Linked DNA regions of Mus musculus: region 2 is linked to region 1. The links are chromatin contacts, called in public promoter capture Hi-C maps. All regions are on one chromosome and are shown on one strand. The core of a region is the stretch at or near the end of the contact, and the rest is flanking DNA. Distances in the headings are between cores, read along the strand shown. Region 1 overlaps Adcy3 (adenylate cyclase 3). Region 2 overlaps Ncoa1 (nuclear receptor coactivator 1).

Region 1 (6,810 bases), core at 2,083-4,582:
CAACACCATGCTAGGCATGGTGGCGCCAGCAAATACTGCAGACACACCCCAACCTGGACAAGGCTACCCGTGGCTTCAATCCCTCCCTGTGCCAACTCCTCAAGAAAGAGTAAACCTCACTCAGATGCCTTCCGGGTGTGCTCCTGCTCTCCTTTACTGTGAGTGACACACACACACACACACACACACACACCACTGTTCTATGACCCAGATCAACTACTTTCTCCCAGCACCTGTTCACCAGTTCCCTTCTTCTTGAAAAGCTCAGAAAGAATCAAGTTCTTTATAAATGTTTAATATATATTATGTGTGAGTATGTTGCCTGCATGTATGAATGTGTACCACATGTGTGCAGTGCCCATGAAGGCCAGAAGAGGACATCAGATTAGAACTGTAGTTACTGATGATAGGCGCTGGGAAGGGAACGCAGGCCTTCTCCTGTGGCAGACAGTCCTGGTGCTGTTTGCATTTTGGTGCTAATTCCATTTGCCCAGGAGGGGCTGCAGACAAGGAGTGAATCATGTACTCAGGTGACTTCTTTTTTTTTGTTTTGTTTTGTTTTTTTGTTTTTTCGAGACAGGATTTCTCTGTGTAGCCCTGGCTGTCCTGGAGCTCACTCTGTAGACCAGGCTGGCCTCGAACTCAGAAATCCACCTGCCTCTGCCTCCCGAACGCTGGGATTAAAGGCGTGCGCCACCACGCCCGGCTCTAAGGTGACTTCTTGTGAACCTTCTCCCCACCTTAACTTATAAAATAAAGGCTAGAGCCACTGGACAGTGGAAGGGAAGGTGAAGCTGAAAAGTTTGGGGGAGAAGAAGGAGATGAAGAGAAGAGGACAGAGAGAAAAGAAAAGACTATGGAGGGAGAGGAAGACAAGATTCTGTGTGGCTTTAAGTAGCCAGAGATAGCTATGCATATCATATAAGGGATGAATAACTACAGAACAATTTGTCTTATCTAGGTGAGCGATTTATAACAATATTGATTGGCTCTGAATTCACTGTATGGGCCTTTTGTGGGGTGAAAATTTACTGATATAAATTTGACTTACAAATGTCAAGCCTCTAGAGTTTTGATTTTGCCTTGTTACTGGGATTTAGGACTGCTGACCACAGTGGCTGGATGGCTGGGAATGTGAGCAGAATCCGCAGCAAGAGAACCACGATTGGCCACTGCATGGGGATAGCCTAGGGGTGATGAGACCATGAGCAGAGAGTAGCTGAGTATGGTGTGGGATGGTGCCATTCTTTTTTAATATTTCCCACAACATTCTCCAAGATCAATAGTTGCACCTACCTGCTGAGCCATCTCTCCAGCCCTAAGAATCAGTACGTTTTAGGACCAGGTCCAAACACTAAGTATTTCTATAGCCACCTGCCGAGTCTCGAGTCCCTCTGCTTTTCCTGGATCCTTCGCCTTTATTTTACACTCCGAACTCTTCTTTCTTAGTGCATATCTAACCAAGTCACAGGACCCTGTTTATCTCACGTGTGACCCACACAGATCGAAGTTCCTATACTTCAGGCCTCCTTCATTAATTTGGATGCATCATATCATGTTCTATACCATACATGCAACAGAACTCCTGACTAGAATGGTGAGGCAATGGCCGTACCCTTCTGGGTAGCTTCTGCTAAGCCCCAGTGACCCTGGGACAGAGAGAAGGCTGGAGGAAGGCCTTTCAGGAGAAACCTGCCTATCATAAGACCCTGGTGGATGCAATCAAAGGCTTGCCAGGAGCTGCATGACCAACAGCTTCCACTGAGCCCACCAACATATTAGGAGGCCCTATATACCCTCTTACCCAGCAGGGCCCATGCAAGAGTTTACTAACATGGTTCTCAGCCCTCAAACCTACCAGCTGTGTGGTTAATTCACTGAGAATGCCCATGTGGGATGTCCACCTCTCCAATAACCCCCAATACTCCCTCTCTATCCTCAATTCCCCACTCTCTGGTTCACCTAGCTGTAAAGCACTTAGCTTCTACCATCAAGGTCCTGATCTGGGCTACCATATCCCTCTGATCTCCCTGCTTCCTTGGCTATCTCTTCCCCATCAATAGCTACACTGTTTGAATTCCTGGGATGGCTAATCCTAGCTCTCCTCAGCACAAAGCCAAGGCTCTCTCCAGGACTGCAGGCTCCAGGTTGTGGCTCACAGGATCTCTGCCTCCCTCCCTCTCCTGTTCCACTGTCCTGTGTTCCTGCCGATGGACACACCCCATCCCCATCTCCTTCTGTTCCTAGCACTGTGTTCCATGTGTCCTGTGGATTCACCCCAGGTTCTTTCCCATGCTGCCACCCTCCCCATGGCTTGCTGCTCACCACCTGCAGGTCTCCACTCCACATTACCTCAAGAAAGCTTTCCCTGGCCCAAGATACTGATACCAACTTCCGTCTACCTGTGGTGCCTGGTAAGTTCCTTTCCCTGCTCTGTAGCTCATACGGATGTATTTTCTGCCAGCCACCCCCACAGAATCTATGCTCAGAACCATGTCCTCGTGGAAGGTGGCCCTGGATACTAGTGATCTGAATTAAAATGTATGCTTACTCTGTTTGTGTGTGTGTGTGTGTGTGTGTGTGTGTGTGTGTGTGTGTCTGTCTGTCTGTCTGTCTGTCTGTCTACCTGCCAGTATATGTATATGCATGCAGAAGCCTGCAGACAAGAAGGCATTAGATTCCCCGGAGTTACAGGCAGTTGTGGGTCCCCTGACTGGATGGATGGGTGTTAGGACCATGAACTCAGGTCATCTGCAATGACGGTAGATGCTCTTAACCACTGAGTCATCTCTCCAGGCTCTCATGGACTTCTTAACCATCCTATTCTCTATTACCACTTCACAGAGAAGCTGGGGCTCAGAGCACATAAGTAACTTCTCAGGGCCAAGCGACAAATGGTTCAACTAGAATGAGAATCTATGTCTCACTCTGAAACCCAGCATGGTGGCTCATTCACACCTGTGATGCCCAATCGGAAGGCTAAGGCAGGAGTGCTATGAGTTCAAGGCTAGCCTGGGCCACAGAGTAAGACTCGTCTCAAACAGGAAAAATTTACAGACACTTGGCAAGGTAGTAAAAAGCCCAGGTTGCCATAGAGGATGTAGACATTTCTAATTATTAATTATGCATTTAATAGACTACCTGGATTACTAGCCACAGCCAGACAGGAGATGCTCCCAGCTGTGGCCACAGACCACAGGATATGCTGAAGGATATGACGCCAGCAGTGGTGGTCAAGACTGGAAAGCTGCTGAGCCAGCAGAGGCTCAGAAGACAGACTTCAGGTAGACAGGGCTTGGGAGGCAGGGCTCAGTAGGAGGAGTGGCTTAAAAGTGCTGACGTCATCACTGCTGCCTGGAGGAGTCACAGCACAACAGAGCCCTCCTCACCAGGAGCCCCCTCGCCCCAGCTGCCTGAAGCAGGGATGTGCCTTGCTAGGTTCTGAAATACTGGCATGAAGAACACCCTGTAAAGTCCAAGTGGTGGAAACTAAAGCCACAGAGAAACCAGTATTCATCGTACAACACGTACAACAAGGGGAGGCGCCTTCTGGCTTTCCTCACATCAAGGGATTTCAAAGCTAAAACAAAAGCTAAGGATATTAACTGTATTCAAGAGTGTTTCTGGCCCGACATGGTGGCGCACACCTTTAATCCCAGCACTCGGGAGGCAGAGGCAGGCAGATCTCTGAGTTCGAGGCCAGCCTGGTCTACAGAGTGAGTTCCAGGACAGCCAGGGCTACTCAGAGAAACCCTGTCTCGAAAAACAACAACAAAAAATAACAAAACAAAAAAAGAGTGTTTCTGTTTAGAGGCTAAAATGAAAGTGTATTTCCAAATTAAAATGAAAGTGTATTTCCAAATTAATGCTCTGTGGCCCTATCAGGTGACCCACCCAATTTCAACACTGGAATTTCAACACTGGGGATACTGAGGTCCAGTGCCAAGAGGAAGAGGCCACACCCCTGTGGAGAGAGGAGGTGCGCTGCTCTCTGCCCACACCAACCATCTTTCCCCACTGAGCTGCTCCCCAAGGAAGCAGGCCCATCACCCTCACCTCACTGTTGCCAGGACAACTTTGGGGTTGGTACTAGAAACCTGATTCTCCCCTCCCCCATGGCCTCCAAGAGAACAAGGCTCAAGGTTAAGGGGACTCTGTGCCACGCCCTAACAGCCGAAGGACTTGGGGCACGCAGTAAAGGTCAGAGGACAAGGATATTCAGGCACTGAGCCTATGAAGCAGTGCATTCTCCTAGAGTTCTCGGCTCTCGGAGGGAGAGAAACCCAATCCTGTGGCAAACAGGTAAAGTCCTGGCTCAGAACAGCAGCAGACCTCACATGAAGGATCAAGACCCAGGCAGAGGCAGGCTGAGAGAAGCAGGTTACAGCAGTGTTCACCTGTGTGGGCGCCACAGAAGTAGTGTCTCCTAAGCCATGATTCCCAGGGCACACAGCTAGTGACAGTGGACAGCTCTCTTATAACCCTGTACAGCCAGCATCTCCACTGGAGCCTGGATGCAGCTTCCTAGGTGCTGGGGTGTGGGGGCTGAGAGGAGCCCTCCCCCCCTCGCCCCCCCCCCCCGCCTTCTGAAGGATAGGGTGTGCCCTGAGGAGGCTCCCCTGTCACTTCTCCATGCCCCTCATTCCTCCTTCTTTATTTTCCGTGCCTGCTAAGTGTTTCTGGGGGTGATTCAGGTACTTCATAATTCTAAAGTTTGTGCCTGGCAACAGGTGTGATGTTCTGAGTGCCTCTGCTGCCAGGTGCCAGTTGGGGTGCTTAGCAACTCTCAAGGTCCCAAACGAATCCCCAAAGTAGGTCACATGGGAGTCACAACAAGTAATGGAAGTTCTTCCCTCTGGGCCTCTGGCTCCGCACTAACATGCCCATGGAGCTGAGGGGAGACTAGAGAGAGACCCCAAGTCCACTCGGATATCTACTCCATTCAGCTACTGGACCACCCACGATGCCTGGCCTGACTCCCCTTTCATGCCAGAATCATGCTCAGAAAGACACATCAATAAGCCTTTGGAGTTGGCAGACACAGCTCTGCTCTGCAGGGAAGCAGGGGCCAGGGCCAGGCTATGAGGCCAAACTACTTTGTTCCTCGCCTTTCTTGCCTACTTTCTGGCTCCACCCATCTGTCACCTGAGGCATGCCTCCCTTGTATGAAAGAGCTGGGCCACCTCACCCCTTCCTAGGAGCTATAACTCTGTCCGCCTTCATCCCAAGCAAAAAGCTGGAGACCTCCACAGAGACAGTACTAAAGGGACTGCACCCAGAGACATTTGGGCAGGGTCCCTGCAGTGACAGAGGAGGAAGATGAGGGGAAGAGGAGACTGGCTGGGGTGGGGGGGTAGGAGGGGGGTCACGCAACCTCAGGGACAGGGCACAGCGTTTGCCACAAAAGCAGTTATATCGACACTGTCACGTGAGACCTGGGCCTGAGTGAGGCATTCTCGAAGGACCTCATCTGGCCTAGAACTGACATTTACACAAGGACCACACAGGTGATATTTAGTGTGGCAGGGACTTCAAGTGGCTCCTTAAAAGGGGTCCTGTATCCAGACCCGCTTCTGTCTGCTCCTACAGCCCTTTGTCCCCAGTATCCCTGTCTGTCATCTTGTTTCCGTGTGTACCACGGGCTCTGACATAGGAAAGCTGACAGAGACCTGCACTTGGATCCAAGTCGCCCTGGCTGAGGCTCCTGTGTACAGTCAGCCCTGATACCTGGAGAGGGAGCAACCACTGTCAACCGGAACAGAGGAAAAAGGTGCTCTCTCAACCAGCTACCAGCTTCCTCCTCAACTCTCCTTCAGCCAGTGTGTCCCCAGGAGCTGAAATGCGTCCTTGTAGTTAACAGCATCAAAGGCCGTCACAGTTTTTAAGCTCACCTCTACCTTCTTACTTGATGTGCTTACCAAACAATCTAAGACAATGATTTTTTTTTATCCTAGTTTTTCAGAAGGTCAAACCAAAGTCAAAGAGGCGCAGCCCCAAGGTCACACGGAAAGCCACTTCCTGCTGTCCAGAGAAAATGGCTGCAAGCCCTTAATTCAGATCTGAGGCCACCAGCATGGGGCTAGGGGTGAGGCTGGTCCCCTATGGCACAGTCAGTCACAAGAGGATGAGACATACAGGGATGGGGTGTGCAAGGACCTGGCTCTGCTGACTTCACGAACAAGAACAAGAACAATCTCTAGGGCGTCAGGGGTTCCAAGAGTAAAGAAGTATTTTCTAGATAAACAAGAGAAATGTAAGAGTCTAAGTACACTCTCATTCATCACTAAAAGGAATATAAATTGTTTGAACCTGTATATGAGACGATTTGACAATGTTTATCAACATTAAAAATGTACAAGGCTGGTGCCTAGAAAAGTTAAACACAGTGGTAGCACATGAACTGGCGAGTCCACTGCTGGGTGCATATCCAAAGGACAGAAGTAAAGCCTGGAAGAGACACTGGAATACCAGGGTTCATAGTGACATCGCTCATAACAGACAAATGGATGTGTCACTCGGAGATCCTGGTGGGTAAACTGTGGTCTACAACAGTAATTACCCTGCCTGGGAGAGAAGGGAGTTCTACACATGCTACACACAGACGAACTCTGAAGACTTCATGCTAAACAAAGACAAAACAAGCCAGATGTGAGAGGACAGCTACTGTATGCGTCTACTTACGAGATACCTAGAGTAGGTGTTTTCACAGTTGCCACCAGAGGCTGGGGGATGAGGAATCCGTGTTGAGCAGGCAGGATTTCTTTCTGGTTGGGATGATGTACTGCATACTACTATGAGTGGACTTGGTGC
Region 2 (6,810 bases), core at 2,945-5,444, 91 kb before region 1:
TGAAGAGCTACAGAGGAAGGCATTTAACATCTGCCTCTGGCTTCTCATGTGCACATATGAGGGTATACACGTATGCCACACAGTAGCCAGACAAACATGCAAATACATCCAAAACATGTTCTTTGCATCTCTGTACACTAATTATATTCATTTCAGTATAATTAATTCATTATAATTATATTATAGCGTATTTCATTGCACTAGAACTCATTGCCAACATCATAACAGAACTTTTTAAAACCAGATTTTACATATATCTCTGCGTATGTGTTTGCATTCTTAAACCTGAGTCATTTTCTCCTGCCTTTCTCGTCTTCTGCTCCCACAGCCAATGTATTAGCTCACAGCTGGATGAGCTCCTCTGTCCACCAACAACAGTAGAAGGAAGAAACGATGAGAAGGCCCTTCTGGAACAACTGGTGTCTTTCCTCAGTGGCAAAGATGAAACGGAGCTGGCTGAGCTAGACCGGGCACTGGGGATCGACAAGCTCGTCCAGGTGCTTGTTCAGACATGGCGATGAGCTTCTGAAGAGCGTGGATTGAGAATGAATGTGTTCTAAGACTTGCTAGAGATAACTTCTCCACATATACATTTATGTAGACATACATCTCGTGTTGCCAGCACTTTGTTTATAAATTATTTTGGCTTCTTTTCTAACAGGGAGGCGGATTAGATGTATTATCTGAGCGATTTCCACCACAGCAAGCAACACCACCTTTGATGATGGAAGACAGACCCACCCTCTATTCCCAGCCATACTCATCTCCTTCTCCCACCGCTGGTCTCTCTGGCCCTTTCCAAGGCATGGTCCGGCAGAAGCCTTCACTGGGGGCTATGCCGGTTCAAGTAACACCTCCTCGAGGAACCTTTTCACCCAACATGGGCATGCAGCCCCGGCAGACTCTCAATAGACCTCCAGCTGCACCCAACCAGCTTCGGCTGCAGCTGCAGCAGCGGCTACAGGGGCAGCAGCAGGTGAGTGCAGACCTCCTTGGCTCACTCTTCCCCGAGGTTTGTGCCAGAGTACTCCATGACAACACAGGCACTTCAGTGAAAGTGTTGGGCCCATTCCCAGATCTCAGTGAAAAACCCAAAGACCTTCCTGGGTCTGCTAGGATGGGAGTAGGGGAGCCTTCTATTAAGGAATACTGGTACACCAGAGCAGAGCACTTTGAAACCTACAGCTTAAAAGGAATACAGTTTTTGTGGTTTTAGATACAAACACAAATCTAACATTTTAGATTAGATACCATGTAATTACTAAATTAATAAAGAGAACTGTAACTTAGTTTATAAAGTAGAACAAGAAATGCCATTGGACTGTTGAGAAAAAAATAAAATATATGTTATTTTGAAGTTGGTCAGATTGAAGTCTAGTGATGATATGAATGAGAGAAAGGATACATATTGGAGGGTCCGGGATTTGTGCCTGATTTAAACCTCTTGTGTGACAAGAAATGAATCAGTGTGATGCTATAAATATTTAAGATTGTTTTAGGGACAGACAGAGAAAGTTGATCGTTAAGGGCCCTGGGCAGATGGTGGAACCTGCCAGCTCTGTGCCTCTGATTGGGCTGGAGGGTGCTGCTGCTTGTTGTCAGTTTTTCAACTGTACTAGTATATTTCTTTGACTTTCTAGAAAAGCATTTGAAGAAATTGGTTAGAGTGGTACTAATTCAGGAAGAAAAATAAATCAGATGGATTAGAAAGCTGGGACAATGGCAGAGGGCATTTCTGACATTCTCACAACCCTGTCTTCAAGCCATGCACCCTAAAAAAAAAAAAGGAAGGGCAGTGTGGCTTAGTAGCTATAAGACTAACAGGTTCTGGCCAGGCGTGGTGGCGCACGCCTTTAATCCCAGCACTTGGGAGGCAGAGGCAGGCGGATTTCTGAGTTCGAGGCCAGCCTGATCTACAAAGTGAGTTCCAGGACAGCCAGAGCTACACAGAGAAACCCTGTCTGGAAAAAACCAAAAAAAAAAAAAAGAGTAACAGGTTCTGACCGCAAGAACAGTCAGATAAATCCTTTACCTCACTAAGAAGCACGGACCACGTAAGAGACTCCAGCGCTCTTATCACAGTGCCTGGCATAGTAGCCTTTGGTGAGTGCTAGCTTTATGAGATTGTGTTCAGCAAGTATAATAAACAGTGTAAATGTGTTTCTGTTCTATAAATGGGCTGGTGATGGAAGAGAGGACATGAAGCGATGAAATGGAAAACTCAAAATGATAAAAAGAAAGGAATGTATTTAAAATGCTAGGGTAGAATAAAGCACTCAACAATGAGTTAAGAAATGAGAGGAAGAGAAAGAGAAGCCCTGTTCCTAAGGAATAGTGAGGATAAAGGACTTCATACAGTATTTGCTGCTTCCATGGTTATTGGTATGGATTGGGTTCTCTGTTTTTGCTGTTTCTGTTTTTGTTTTGTTAACTTTTCCAACAAAATCCATATTGCCCATGCTCTCCTCAAACTCAGAATTCTCCCTCCTCAACCAAGAGCTGAGATTCCAGGTGGGCACATCATCACACCCAGATCTGTCATTCACTTTCAGGAAGAAAAGAATCATATAAATGTTGAACATCTTAATTAGACACCCTTGGGGTGCACTCTTTTTTTGGTTTGGTTTGGTTTGGTTTTTGGTTTTGGTTTTTTGGTTTTTTTGAGACAGGGTTTCTCTGTGTAGACCAGGCTGTCCTCCAACTCAGAAATCCGCCTGCCTCTGCCTCCCGAGTGCTGGGATTAAAGGCGTGCGCCACCACGCCCGGCTTGGGGTGCACTCTTAAGTACTCTAAAGAAATAGAAAAGGTAAATAATACAAGGAACTTAAGCAGTCAAAACTCAGCTGTCGTCCCGGAACATTGACTCACACTGCAAGCAGTGTGTGCTAAGTACTAAGTCAAGACTAGAGATGTGCACATGTGCTCAACTTACAAGCTAAGTTAAGGAAATGTGGGCTCAGAAAGCAAGGCCTGGCAAGAAGTGAGGCCAGGTCCCTGACTTCATGAAATTGTATCATATTCAGTTCAGCTAAAAGCTACGTTTGCTTCCAGTTGTTCAAAAACTGGCAAAGGGCTGAGGAGCTGAGGCCCTGCAAAGATTACACACGCAAGAGGGGCTGCGGAGAGAATGGCCTTGCTCTGTTTCCTTTACAGCCCTTAAACACTTGTTCAAAGTGGGAGCATTTAGCAGCTTAGAAAACAGAATGTTGCTACATATATGCTCATGTCCATGGTCTTCTGAGTGTTGTACATACATAGGTTTGGGTAAAGAATCCCTTGATCTGATTATAAACGCATGCTTATTTCTAAATGATTATGAATGTTTTATCTTATTCCACAAAGCTTGGGATTTTTGCTTTAACATTTGTATTGTATTAATTTTTCCTCAAAGTCTGTTTTGTTTTGTTTTGTTTCTGATCTAATGTGAGTCAGAAAATAAATGAATCAGGATTAAGAGGTAAGCTGTTAGGCAATAAGAAACATAATCACTGTTCACAGGGCTTTGGGTTTGCATATGTGTGTGTGTGCACATGTGCATGTGTCTGTATGTGTGTGTGTGTATATAACTCTAATAGGCTATCTTCTTACATATAGTTCAATAAATAGTTCATATCCATAATTATCCATTTGTATAATTTATGACTTATGAACATCAACTAGCACAGAGCTGAGTTTCATGGCATAACCTAGACTACCTGCTACTCAGGAAACCAGTGCAGGGGGCTCACTGGCGCCCAACAGTTCAAAATCGATCTGGGTAGTGAGACCGCAGGATAGCTCAGGAGTAGAGTGCTGGCATCGTGTGTGTGAGGCTCAGTCCTCATCAATGGGACAACAGCAATAAAACAGCAGAATAATGGAGTATTAATGTTGTTGGTACTGTTATCAAATTACATTGAGGAATTTTTAAAAATTAATCTATAGATTATTTAGAATGAAATCTTCAGGTGACTCTTGTTGTCAGATAGAGACGTGTAGCCTGTGACACCAGCCTGAGCCAGACTGACCTTCCAAGCCAGCCTCTCACAGGTTATTCCAGAGATCGAGATTGATGGCTGGAAATAGGAAAAAAGAAGATTTGTAATGAGCAAATTGCAGGCTGCCCCTTCTCGGAGATGCACAGTGTACTTTGGCCAATTAAAAGTGCATAACATTACTGCAGTAAATAAATGTTTCACCTTATGTAACCCTCATTTCCAGTACTTCGTACAGCACAGTATGCTATTTTCCTGGCACATCTATTAATGTCCCGTAGAACAATGTGCTTTGGAACAGCAATTTGGGAAATGTGGGTCTAAAGTGATTACTTCTTCTAGTTAAATAAATAATCCATTTTCTCAGCACATTTGTTTCTTATGTAATTCTCTCTGGCTAATGATATCATGTTGGATTTTCCCCAAATCTAGTTTCAGATGCAGTGTGAGTGCCATGCCGCCAGGGCCTTGGCGTCCGTGTCCCCCACAGCTTCCCTCGCAGGCTTGTCCTCACTTCATACCTGCTCTGTCCTGATATTTTAAGACCTAAATCTGTCTCTTTTCCTCTAACATTTTACTTTCCTGAAGTGGCTATTCACATGCTTTCAGAAGTACACTAATATTGTATGTGTACATTTATGTGTATAGCCTACCTTTAGATGTTCTGAAAACAACGATTATCTGATTGACAGTGGGAGTTATTAGCCCTTTGGCAAATTGAATAGAAGATGTTAGTAAATTTCACTACTAAAACTTTTCAATAATCAATAAAGTTTGTGTTACTTTATAAGGCCATGCCATTTTGGCTGTAGAAGTTGTCATCCTTCCTTGTCTCTATGTCCCTTAGTTGATGCACCAAAACCGGCAAGCCATCTTGAACCAGTTTGCAGCAAATGCTCCTGTTGGCATGAACATGAGGTCAGGCATGCAGCAGCAGATCACACCTCAGGTAAGCCAGACATTGGTAGAGCTCCCCAGCTCACGCAGTGTTGCTTCGTGTTGACTTGAGTGTTGCTGGAATGCCACACTGAGAGTTCAGCTTTAAATGGCACTCCTGGTGTCATTGCTAGAGTGAATCCTGGTGTCATTGCTAGAGTGAATTAGCCTATTCGGGATGGATGCTTTCTCACACTTCTTGTCTAAAGCCCAAGGTGCTGTGCTTCATTTTACTGTCTTTGTTATTTTTTGTGTGATACTGGATAGTCAAGTAGAAAGCTGTGCGCCCTGATCAGCCGAAACAACAGCACTTTTTAGGTTTATTTGTTGTAAGATCATTGTTTATAAACCTAGAGTCATGGAATTTTACACTTAGAAATAACTGAATAGAGGCCAGTGAGATGGCACAGAGGTGAAGACACAACTCAAAACCTGGCAACCTGGGTTCTTTGAAGGAAAGAACCAACTTCACAAAGTTGTATTCTGATACCTGCATATGCAGTATGGCATACACACATGCACACACATGTGCAACAGTACAATAAACATTTGAAACTGGATGCATCCAGATGTGGTGATCAGCACTTAGGAAGCTGAAACAGAAGGATCCCAAGTTTAAAACCAGCCTGAGCTACATGGCCAAACCATACTCACCCAACACACACACTCCAAACAAACAAACCTGAGCACCCTTCCGAACGACATCTAGCATTCACTTCCATATATATTTTAATATTTTTACTTCAACAACTTAAGCCAAGTTGATATGAATATTTAAGAGACAAGAACTGTAGAAATGAGGAGCTGGAGAGATGGTTCAGTGGTTAAGAGTTCTGGCTGCTTTTCCAGAGGTCCCGCATTCTATTCCCTAGTACCTTCATGGTACTTCATGACTGTCTGATCTGTGACAGGAGCCTCTGTTCTCTTATGGTGTGCAGGTGTGCCTGCAGCCAAAGCATACACATATACATAAAATATTTAAATAAATAAGTCTTTTTAAAAGAACAAAACAATAGGGGCTGTTGAGATGGCTTTATGGTTAAGGGCACCGGCTGCTCTTTTAGAGGACCCAGGTTCAATTCCCACCACCGACATGGCAGCTCACAACTGGCTATAACTGACACCCTTTTCTGACCTCCATGGGCACTACTTGCACATAGTACATAGACATACATGAAGGCACAATACCCATATACATAAAATAAAAACAAAGAATCTTTTAAAAATAAAATAAAACAGTCAAAATAGATCTTGAAAAGCTCTTCATGAAATGGACCTTAATAAATTTGGAACAATACAGGAAGCTACCACTAATCAAAGAGATAATGTTGATGAGGCCACTTTTAAAAAACAGATCTGAGCAGTGGTAGCACACACCTTTAATCCCAGTACTCAAGAAGCAGAAGACGGTGAGTTTGAAGCCAGCCTGGCTGGTCTACTGAGCGAGTTTCAGGACAGCCAGAGCTACAGAGAGAAACCCTGCCTCAAAAAAACCAAAACAAAACCAGATATATGAGCATGTTCATGAGTCCAAGTCTAAGTTTCTTGATCTTTTAAGTTGTAAACCTCAGTATTGAATCCCATGTAGGAGAAACTAGGTTGTAAGGAAATCAGACTCTACTTTAGCAAGTCACATGACTTCTGTCAGCGAACCATAGTTCAGTTTTTTCCAAAGTGGACAGCGTCTTGTTGGCAGATTTCGTTTTAAGGGAGCTGTATCTGTGCTTCAGACCTTATTGCTATGCCATGTTGCTTTTCAAGTGACACCTGAAAAGTGGCTTCTGATTAATTTCACCCCCTCCTTTCTCACTATCGTAAGCCACTTATCATAATACCTAGAGTAGTAGTATGCTGCCTAATGATCTGAAATAGCTGTTTCCATTTACGTCTGTTGATGATC

Evidence for each region. Capture Hi-C pulls out chosen DNA fragments and counts their contacts.
Region 2: a contact with region 1 is called in a promoter capture Hi-C map of adipose tissue. The contact joins two enhancer-like sites. A contact is called at or near these places in 1 of 484 Hi-C or Micro-C datasets (nephron progenitors) and 1 of 9 other capture datasets (adipose tissue).

Annotation. Positions count from the first base shown.
Region 1 is chr12:4,177,188-4,183,997 of GRCm38.p6, reverse strand. The region is part of intron 2 of Adcy3 (adenylate cyclase 3); the gene reads right to left. Among named protein-coding and RNA genes, the nearest start is that of Adcy3, 46 kb to the right of the region's middle. Within about 2 kb of position 3,332, at least 28 of the 459 cell types and tissues checked have an H3K27ac peak or open chromatin away from gene starts, as enhancers often do. A contact at or near this core is called in adipose tissue, where this site is marked.
Region 2 is chr12:4,268,860-4,275,669 of GRCm38.p6, reverse strand. Ncoa1 (nuclear receptor coactivator 1) reads left to right here. Exons shown (of 23, transcript NM_010881.2): 15 at 329-497; 16 at 662-976; 17 at 4,822-4,923. Among named protein-coding and RNA genes, the nearest start is that of Ptrhd1, 38 kb to the right of the region's middle. Within about 2 kb of position 4,194, at least 13 of the 459 cell types and tissues checked have an H3K27ac peak or open chromatin away from gene starts, as enhancers often do. A contact at or near this core is called in adipose tissue, where this site is marked.